Linked DNA regions of Sus scrofa: all the other regions are linked to region 1. A link is a contact called in public HiChIP or PLAC-seq data. All regions are on one chromosome and are shown on one strand. The core of a region is the stretch at or near the end of the contact, and the rest is flanking DNA. Distances in the headings are between cores, read along the strand shown. Region 1 overlaps LOC110255683 (a long non-coding RNA gene). Region 2 overlaps KLF9 (Kruppel like factor 9). Region 3 has its middle 46 kb from the start of KLF9.

Evidence for each region. HiChIP or PLAC-seq counts read pairs in DNA pulled down with a chosen protein or histone mark.
Region 2: a contact with region 1 is called in an H3K27ac HiChIP or PLAC-seq map of alveolar macrophages. The contact joins two enhancer-like sites. A contact is called at or near these places in 1 of 47 Hi-C or Micro-C datasets (epiblast stem cells) and 2 of 2 datasets of contacts at active chromatin or transcription factors (alveolar macrophages and skeletal muscle).
Region 3: an H3K27ac HiChIP or PLAC-seq map of alveolar macrophages shows a contact between it and region 1. The contact joins two enhancer-like sites. A contact is called at or near these places in 5 of 47 Hi-C or Micro-C datasets (alveolar macrophages, embryonic fibroblasts, epiblast stem cells and 2 more) and 1 of 2 datasets of contacts at active chromatin or transcription factors (alveolar macrophages).

The regions. Positions count from the first base shown.
Region 1 is chr1:223,792,565-223,795,678 of Sscrofa11.1, reverse strand. The region is part of intron 2 of LOC110255683 (a long non-coding RNA gene); the gene reads left to right. Among named protein-coding and RNA genes, the nearest start is that of KLF9, 46 kb to the right of the region's middle. Within about 2 kb of position 1,363, at least 45 of the 83 cell types and tissues checked have an H3K27ac peak or open chromatin away from gene starts, as enhancers often do. A contact at or near this core is called in alveolar macrophages, where this site is marked.
Region 2 is chr1:223,724,017-223,727,365 of Sscrofa11.1, reverse strand. The region is part of intron 2 of KLF9 (Kruppel like factor 9); the gene reads left to right. Among named protein-coding and RNA genes, the nearest start is that of KLF9, 22 kb to the left of the region's middle. Within about 2 kb of position 1,250, at least 5 of the 83 cell types and tissues checked have an H3K27ac peak or open chromatin away from gene starts, as enhancers often do. A contact at or near this core is called in alveolar macrophages, where this site is marked.
Region 3 is chr1:223,700,477-223,703,440 of Sscrofa11.1, reverse strand. No RefSeq gene overlaps it. Among named protein-coding and RNA genes, the nearest start is that of KLF9, 46 kb to the left of the region's middle. Within about 2 kb of position 1,625, at least 13 of the 83 cell types and tissues checked have an H3K27ac peak or open chromatin away from gene starts, as enhancers often do. A contact at or near this core is called in alveolar macrophages, where this site is marked.

The DNA.
Region 1 (3,114 bases), core at 114-2,613:
TCTTGCAGGAATCTCCCACTTTCCGGCAGTGAACAAGATCTACAAGACTTGGAGTTCCCGCTGTGGCTCAGCAGAAACGAATCTGACTAGTATCCATGAGGATGCGGGTTCGATCCCTGGCCTTGCTCAGTGGGTCATCAGTCTGGCATTGCTGTGTTGTAGGTCACAGACACAGCTTGGATCTGGCTTTGCAGTGGCTGTGGTATAGGCCGGCAGCTACAGCTCCTATTTGACCCCTAGCCTGGGAACCTCCATATGCCTCAGGTGCGGTCCTAAAAAGACAAAAGACAAAAAAAGAAAAAAAGAATCCACTGCTATTAAAAGTAATAATAAGTTGATGGAGTTCCCACTGTGGCTCAGCAGAAATGAACCCAACTAGTACCCATGAGGTCACAGGTTTGATCCCTCGCCCCCAGCTCAGTTGGGTTAAGGATCCAGCATTGCCGTGAGTTGCAGCGTAGGTTGCAGACGCAACTCGGATGGATCTGGTGTTGCTGTGGCTGTGGTGTAGGCCAGCAGCTGTAACTCCAATTTGACCCCTTGCCTGGGAACTTCCATATGCCTTGGGTAGGACCCTAAAAAGAGAAAAAAAGAAAGTAGTAATAGGTTGAAATCTACTGTTGCCTATCTGATAGAGGTCTTACCCTCAGATCCTCCAAGCATACCCTAAACTATTTATCAGTGTGCCTCTAAATTGGAGACTCAGCCCTAAAACTAGGCAAAGATTGTCTTCAAAGAGAAATTTCAGATCATCTTACCAAGCATTGGTTACACCTCTTGAGTTGGTAATTTACGTGGAGGCAAAGGACCCAAAACCCTTACTATCTATTCTCTCAGGCCATATAGTAAATTGGGGAACCCCTGTAACATCTCTTGAGAGCCTGAACACCTGAAAGAAGTCACAGGCCCTGGAGGCCTTCCTTTTCCTTATAGGAAAGTATCTTTTGTTGTCATAGTCCCTTGAATGCCTACGAGGGAACAAGAAAGGAAGAAAGAAAGAAATCTAGGAGAGATGGTGACAGACTTGTTCATTTCCAAAGTGCAAGCCTGAGTGCTGACTCAGAGAAAGGACATCACAGGCTTTTTGTTCTTCCAAGAACTGTAATGCTTGGGATTTTTAATTTCAAGATGTGAAAAGCAAATGATCAGGGCCCAAATCAGAGAGAACACAACGATTTCAACAATTTGGGGGTTATCTTCCCTGTTTTTCCCCCTCCGTGTCTGTATGGTTCCTCAAACAAAGTGGGTTGGAAAAGTTCAAGCTCAGTTCACAGAAGAGAACATTCTGTACTCTGCACAACAGGCTGGGCTGCTCTCTGTAAAACAAAATCAACAGCATGATCTCAGCCACTGCGGCGGCAGGCACCGCTCCGCCAGCCCACGGCCCCAGCGTTTGAATAGACCGGCTGTCAAAGGCGCCCTGTGGACAGGACACGTGGAAGGTGCAGCCCCACGCGCATGCGCCCCCACCCCCCACCCGCTGGAGACACAGGCCACAGAAATGACTTTCTGTCCAATTGTTACTTCTCTTTCCCAGAGGGTCAAGGAAGTTGTTTGGATATTTCTCCTTGGGGAGTAATTACAGCTGAAATATTTCCAAGGAAACAGCCCCCTGTGTGTGCACTTCTACTCTGGCATTCATTGGAGCTTTTCAATCTGTTTGGATATTACTGTAATCAAATGACAGCATTAACACTAAATAACGCTGCTGCTTCCCTACTGGGGGCAGGGAGACAGGAAAGGAAAGAGGCATGCCCCCTCCCCCACCTCCTCAGTTTTTCAGTTTTATTCTGGCTCCCTGGCCGCCTTCTTTTGTCTAGAATTTAGAATGTAATTCAGTAAATATTTAGTGAGTACATATTTGGTGCCAGGAACTGTCCATAGAATAATACCTGTAGCAAGGTTTTCCTAGGGAGTGAAAACCTGGCCTTGAAGCCAGTCAGTGGAGGAAGAAAAGCGGAGCTGTGTGTGGGCATCACCAGTGGAAAGTGGGAGGGAGAGGCGAGGGGGTTCTCCAGGAGGGTTGAGGGACTAAGGTACTGGACCGCCCTGCCCGTGGATGGGAGTTCCTAAGTGTGGCAACACAGATATCTGGAATGGGGCTACTCACCCAGCATTCCTTCTATGCTGAATTCAAGCCTGTTTGCTAGAGGAAGAAACAAGAATGCATAGCTGCCCTGCATCAGGGGAATGGAATTGCCATCCTCTGCCTCCTTTAAAGTCACCCTTTCTTACAGGGGCTGCAAGACAGGACTCCGAGACCAGGGCAGGGTGAGGGGCGGCGTGGAGAAATGGCATGTGGAAAAGCAGGGGCTTCTGTGCTTGTGAAGGGCTTGGAACCCTGGCTTACTGTCTGTATGGGCTCAGGTGAGATTCTCAGACTTGGAGCCCAAGAGTCTTCTCAGCTGTGCCCTCCCTCAGCTATTAACTGGGGAGAGAAATCCCTGTTTTGTAGAACTCTTGACTTTGTGGAATGTAAGGAAATAATATATGCCTTTTCTTGGCAGAGAGTAGACATTTAATAAATAGTAACCATTGTTATAGTTAATGTAAGTACTGTTCAGAGAAAGCTGTTAACTGAAGTAGGTTAAGAACTTCTACCAGTATGTCCTCTGAAAAGTGTTCTTGCCCATGTCGTTTACAATTCATTGATTTACTGGATGTCTGCTGAGCACCTGCCCCCAGAACTGTGCTCTGTGTGAGGCACTGTGACAGACACTGGGCCAACAAAAGACCCCTCCTCAAGCAGCTTCCCGCACCTGTCCAGGGAGGGAGTTTTTACAGGACAATGGCAGCCAGGGGCTCTATGGATGCTTGCTAAAAGCTGACCTTCCTTTGTGCTCAGGTTCATTTCTTCTGGGTCCCAAACCACCTCCATGGCTGTCACAGCCATCCCACAGAGGAAGAAGCTGCTAGGGAGAGGGATGGGTCAGGAACAGCCCTGATGTAAGACATTTCTCTTCCAGAATGTAAACACCCTTTCTCACTTCAGAACCAGAGCTCATGCCAAGACTGAAAAACAAGTTACACAAGCACCTTTGGGGTTGTTGGGCATGCCACATCACAGCTGCTGCTACATGGGGAGGTGGGGGAGGGAGGTGGCCTCAAGGACCC
Region 2 (3,349 bases), core at 1-2,500, 68 kb after region 1:
CAGCTGATTCAGGTTTCATGACAATTTTCTACTGACTGTCACTTCCAACTTCCTAAAACAGGAAGTGCCTTATTTCTTTTCCAATCTTAGCACACAGTAGAGTGGTCTTCTGACCCACTTTTCCCACAGTGGACATAGATTCATTCAGATAAATTAATCTTCCCTCATGACTCACTTGAAAGAAACATGCGCCAGTGAATAACTAAACCACATTACCACTCCTTCGAGAAAACCACCTCTGATGGCATTGAGAAAACACAGAGGTTTTCCTTTGCATCGCTTTCCTCCCCACCAAATTATCAAGCAGCGGAAAGAGGACTCTAATATAGAAGAAACAGAGAGGGGCTTTTGGTTTGTTTTGGTTGGGTTTTTTACACCTTATGCTGTGAATTCTGACCATTCCTCGTATTTTTTAACAGAATATGTTTAAAAGAACATTTCTTCCATCCATTCTTCATTAGGGTTAGAGAGGACTTTGCTGTAGTCTGATTCTGAAATTCCCAGTGATTCAGGAACTTGAGAGCAAGCTTTGGTCATATGAGTGATCCGAAGGATGAGCAAATGCAGTGCGTGCCCCCACACCCCCACCACACACAGTTGAGGCATTTACTAAATGCTTGGCAGCACAAGTAGCCAAAGTCAGTTGTGACCTTGTCCTTGCCCCAAGAAGCTCAGCCTTGTTGGATTATGACCACCTGCATTTCTCCTTTTGCTCAAATTTCTGCTTAATTGGGTAAAAATGCATTTTGATCCAACATAAATTGCAAAAGTACAGTTTTCAACTCCATGTCATTGGGTTTTTCAAAGGTTCTGTTTGAAGCTCTTTCTCTTCTCTCCTTTTGGCCCTACCAGAAACTCTTGAGCGTCCTCATGCGTCATCCACCTTGGGTAGGGCCCGGCATTCATCGGCTCGCTATTGCCTTTTGCTGCTGTGGCTTTCAGCTTAGAGCTCTGTGAGGAAATATTTATATCTAGACCTACCTATAGGGAATCCGCTTATACAGATTTGTTTTGCCCACTTCAGGTTTCCCATAGGAGCAAGCAGGTTATATATGGCACGGTGACCATTGCTCTGCTTAGAGAACAGCAACTAACACCTTAGTTATGTATAGATTGTCACGAAGGTGATAGAGGTATTTTGTTGTTGCTATTGTTGTTTTCAAATCTCCGGCCCAGGTTAGGAGAAGCTGGGAGGACAGAATCGTTTCTGGATGACTCACATGCACTACGCTGGACAGCTCCCAGCCCTTTGAGTCTCTCTCTGGTTCCGAAAGGTGGGAACAGGAGTGACAAAATATTCGCTCTTCCCACCTACCTAAAGAGTGTCTGGAGAGTTCTCCAGAAACAAGAGTCTGTGAAGCAGCTGCAATGGGCTGTGCTTGGACAGGTTTGAAGAGTAGGCAGGCAGGTTCTCAGAGCTAGGGGGCAGGGGGTGATACTCACAAGACAAGCAAGCAAGACACCCATCTTAGCAGCTCTTTCTGCTTGTGTGTATTCCCCACAAACATGGACACAGATCCTCCCCTGCCAATCCAGGGATCAAGAAGCCCCTAATGCTAGCCTGATGGTGTCTACAGGGCGGGGCTTAGCTGTGTTTAAAAGGGTCAAGGAGGAGTTCCCATCGTGGCGCAGTGGTTAACGAATCCAACTAGGAACCATGAAGTTGCGGGTTCGGTCCCTGCCCTTGCTCAGTGGGTTAACGATTCGGCAGTTGCCGTGAGCTGTGGTGTAGGTTGCAGACGCGGCTCGGATCCCGCGTTGCTGTGGCTCTGGTGTAGGCCAGTGGCTACAGCTCCGATTTGACCCCTAGCCTGGGAACCTCCATATGCCAAGGGAGCAGCCCAAAGAAATAGCAAAAAGACAGAAAAAAAATAAAAAGGGTCAAGGAGACAAAAGCATGAATCTGAGGCAAGCAGCCAGAATGGGGAGGGATGTGGAAACACTGAAAAGTGTTAAGCCTCTGTCTCCTCATCTGTAAAAATGGGTCACATCTGTGGAGTGTCCTCTAAAAATTCAGTGAGATAATCCATGTAAACCCCTTAACTCTGTGCCTGCACTTGTTATTTTAGAATAATGTTAGTTATTTTATGAGAAATACAGAAGAAAGTAGGACGGTTCATTGGGACAAGAGAAGCTTAGAGAAAGGCATGATAGCATTCTTCAGATAGTTAAGGAATCCTCACGTGGCAAAGGGAATACACTACTTTTTAGTGTTTATTTTTTAAGCTATTTTATTTTATTTATTTTGTGGCTGTACCACAGCATATGGAAGTTCCCGGGGCAGGAATTGAACCTGTGCCTCTCCAGCAACCCGAGCCACTGCAGTTGGATTCTTAACCCACTGTGCCATAGCAGGAACTCAAATTTTTAGTGTTTAGACAATATGATTTAAAATATGGCCTTTGCAGGGAGGCAGGTTTCACATCAGTAAGAGTGTGCTCAGAGATGCTCAGAAACAAGCAGGCTTCCTGGTCAGGTGTGGGGTTCTGCCACCAGACTTGTTCAGGCAGAGGCTGGGTGGCCAAGCACTCAGGAGCTTGAGAGGAAATGCCTGCCTCTGCTGGGAGGCTAGTTGGATGAGATGCCTCAGTTCTTGCCCATCTGTATGACGCCGGGAAATTTAGCAAAGGGCTAAGTATTTTGACTCCTTGGAGAGAATGTGTGAAACCACCAACCACATAGGAAAAAAACTGGAAAATTTAGCTTCCAAGTCTCTTGGGGATCCATTGGGTACAAAATAGCAAGCTCACATTCTTCACTTGGAGAAGATGATTCTCAGCCATCAGTGTTAGTTTATTTGGGGTGCCACAACAGAGTACCACACAGTAAAGTACCTGGGTGGCTTAAACAATGGAAATTTATCTTTCACAGTATTGGAGGCTGGAAGTCCAAGATTAAGATGTTGGCAAACAGAATTCCCATTGTGGCACAGCAGAAATGAATCTGACTAGTATCGACGAGGATGCGGGTTCGATCCCTGGCTTTGTTCAGTGGGTTGGGTATCTGGCGCTGCCGTGAGCTGTGCTTCAGGTCAAGATGCTGTGGCTGTGATATAGGCCAGCAGCTGTAGCTCCGATTTAGCCCTTAGCCTGGGAACTTGCACATGCTGCAGGTATGGCCCTAAAAAGCCAAAAGAAAAAAAAAAAAAAAAGATGTTGGCAGAGTCAGTTTCTTCTGAGGCAGGTCTCCTTGGCTTAGCTTATAGATGGCCATCTTCTCCCAGTATCTTCACAGAGCCTTTGTTCTATGTATCTGTGACCTAACCTTTTCCTATAAGGACACCAGTCATTGGATTAGGACCCAGGCTAATAACCTCGTGCAACCTCAGTCACCTCAGTAAATACAGACA
Region 3 (2,964 bases), core at 376-2,875, 92 kb after region 1:
GGATATAGTTCCCTGTGCTACAAAGCAGCACCTCATTGCTTCTCCATTCCAAATGCAATAGTTTCCATCTACTAACCCCCAAATCCCAGTCCATCCCACTCCCTCCCTCTCCCCCTTGGCAACTACAGGTCTGCTCTCCACGTTGGTGAGTCTGTTTCTGTTTTGTAGACAAGTTCACCTATGCCACATTTTAGATTCTACATATAAGTGAAATCATATGGTATTTGTCTTTCTCTTTCTGACTTACTTCACATAGTAATGAGAATCTCTGGTTGCAAGCATGTTGCTACAAATGGCATTATTTTGTTCTTTTTATGGCTGAGTAGTCTTCCATTGTGTATATGTACCACATCTTCTTAATCCATTCATCTATTGATGGACATTTAGGTTGTTTCCCTGTCTTGGCTATTGTGAATAGTGCTGCAGCGACCATAGGGATGCATATATCTTTTTGAAAGAAACTTTTGTCCAGCTATATGCCCAGGGGTGGGATTGCTAGATCATATGGTAGTTCTATATTTAGTTTTCAGGAATATAATACTGTTTTCTATAGTGGTTTTACCAATTTGCATTCCCACCAGTAGTGTAGGAAGGTTCCACAATCCCATATTTTAACAGTTTTTAATATTCCATACATCTCACAGGTTGCTTCAGTGTTCTTGATGTAAATTCCTCAACATTTAGTTTCTGAAGAGCCACAATGTTTGGAACTGAGCAGCACAAACAATGTGATGAGAGTTATCACCAGATGACAAGTAATTTTGTACCACAATTCCAGAATATGCTGAAGAACAGTCAAAAAGCAAAGTCCAAGCAAGAGAACAAGCTTTTGTGTCCTGTCCTCTGGTTCATCTGCTTTAGGTGATGCTCTCTGAGACATATCCCAGCCCTCTTTCGCCTATGTTTTCCTTAGACCCCAATCCAACAGAGAACTGCACTTCATGGTAACACACCTCTCTGTAAAGATGTTTCTTCCATTTGGAAGCTACAGCTGAGGCAGGAGGGCAGATAATGAACAGTCTTTCCACCTGATCTCTATGGGTTCCAAAGACATCCTATTTATTTTTGCAAAATGAATCCAGGTTTTATATAAAGTAGTTTTATATTTCCACATTAGAATATAAAAGAAGGAATAGACCTAATACCCTTGTAAGACCCAAAGGAAATCAATTCACTAAGCTGAACATTCTACTCTTCTTGTTTATATACTCAGTAATGATTTTTAAGACTAGACTTTGGCTATAAATTCTGTCCATTTTAATAATATGATAGTTATTTTACCAGCAAAAGCAGGTTTATTCCAGGAGAGCCAGAGGAATTGTAATTTAGAATATATGAGGCATGGGGGACCGTAAGTGAATCCGGAAGCAAGGAAGGGGAACTTGCTTTTTATAGGAAAAAGAGGAGGGGTGGAAGGGGCTCTAGTAAATAAAAAATCCCTTGGAGGAAGCTGAGAGTCCAAAGTCTGAAGGCTTCTCATTGATTAGGCTGCTACAGTTTCTGATTGGCTGGACTGTCATGGGGCAGCGTTCTCTTCTTCCTGCCTAATAGTAATGTAGGCAACACTTTCACTTTCCTGTCCCAGATGTATGCATAGGTTACTTACTGTCTGGAGTAAGTGATAATGCGTAGAGCCCATGAGAGCTCCCCCTACAGGCTTGTCCCAACTCCAAGTTTAGCTGAGACTGCTTTAATTCCACGCTTAATAACAAGTATGGGTTATAATCATCAGTAAAGAAATTCTTCTCCTCCCTCTGTAATGATGATAAATAGATCATTTTTAATTTTAAATGAGAGGATGTCTTCTAGATGGCTTTTAGACATTGATTTTTGCTTATTCTATATCAAAACCCTCTTATGGAGACCCCCCAGGAACTGGTATCAACAATAGATAAGGCATGGAGTTCCCATTGTGACTCAGCAGAAGCAAATCTGAATAGTATCCATGAGGACGCAGTTTTGATCCCTGGCCCTGCTCAGCGTGTTAAGATCTGGCGTTGCTATGAGTTGTGGTATAGGTTGCAGACCCTACTCAAATCTGGTGTGGCTGTGGCTCTGATTGGACTCCCAGCCTGGGAACTTCCATACAGCGCTCCTACAGCCCTAAAAAACAAACAAAAAAAAAAACCCACAAAACAAACAGAAAAAAACAATAGATAAGGCAAAAAAAAAAAAAAAAAAAAAACCCAACAAACAGGTAAGCAAAACTTTGCAAGAAATAGCCTTCATGGTATGATTTGCTCTGGAATGAGAATCTCTTTATTAATTATCAAAGTCTCTTTTTCTCTGTTAATAGGGATGGTCAGGTTGATTTTTTTTTTAAGTTCTCAATATCTTATCAAATCAATGGTTTTAATGTTTTTAACAGCTTTGGTGAGATATGACTGACATACAAGAAACTGCATATATTTAAAGTGCACAGTTTATTTTGACATGTGTATACCCCTCATGAAAACAATCACAATCAAGGTAATGAACTTATCTACCAGCAGCCTCAAAATTTTCTCGTGCCCCTTTATAATTGCTCCATCTCATTCCTTTCTACTCACCTCTGCCACCTACCCAGGCAACCACTGATTGTTTTCTGACGCTATAAATTGGTTTATATTTTTAAGAATTTTGTATAAATAAAAGAATATAGTTCTATTTATTTTGGGGAGGGGGGGTCTGTCTCCCTTGCTCAGTATAATTATTTTGATCTCTATCCATATAATATTCCATTGCATGGATATACCATACCTTGTTTATCCATTCATCTATTGATGGGTACTTGGATATTACAAAGAAAGCTTCTATAAACATTTATGTAAAAATCTCTCTATGGACATAGGCTTTCAATTCTCTCGAAATACCGAGGAATAGAATAGTTGTATTTTATGGCACATGTATATTTAACTGCTTAAGAAACTGGCAAATTGTTTTCCAAAGTGGTTATATCATTCTACTTTCCCACCAGACTTGTAG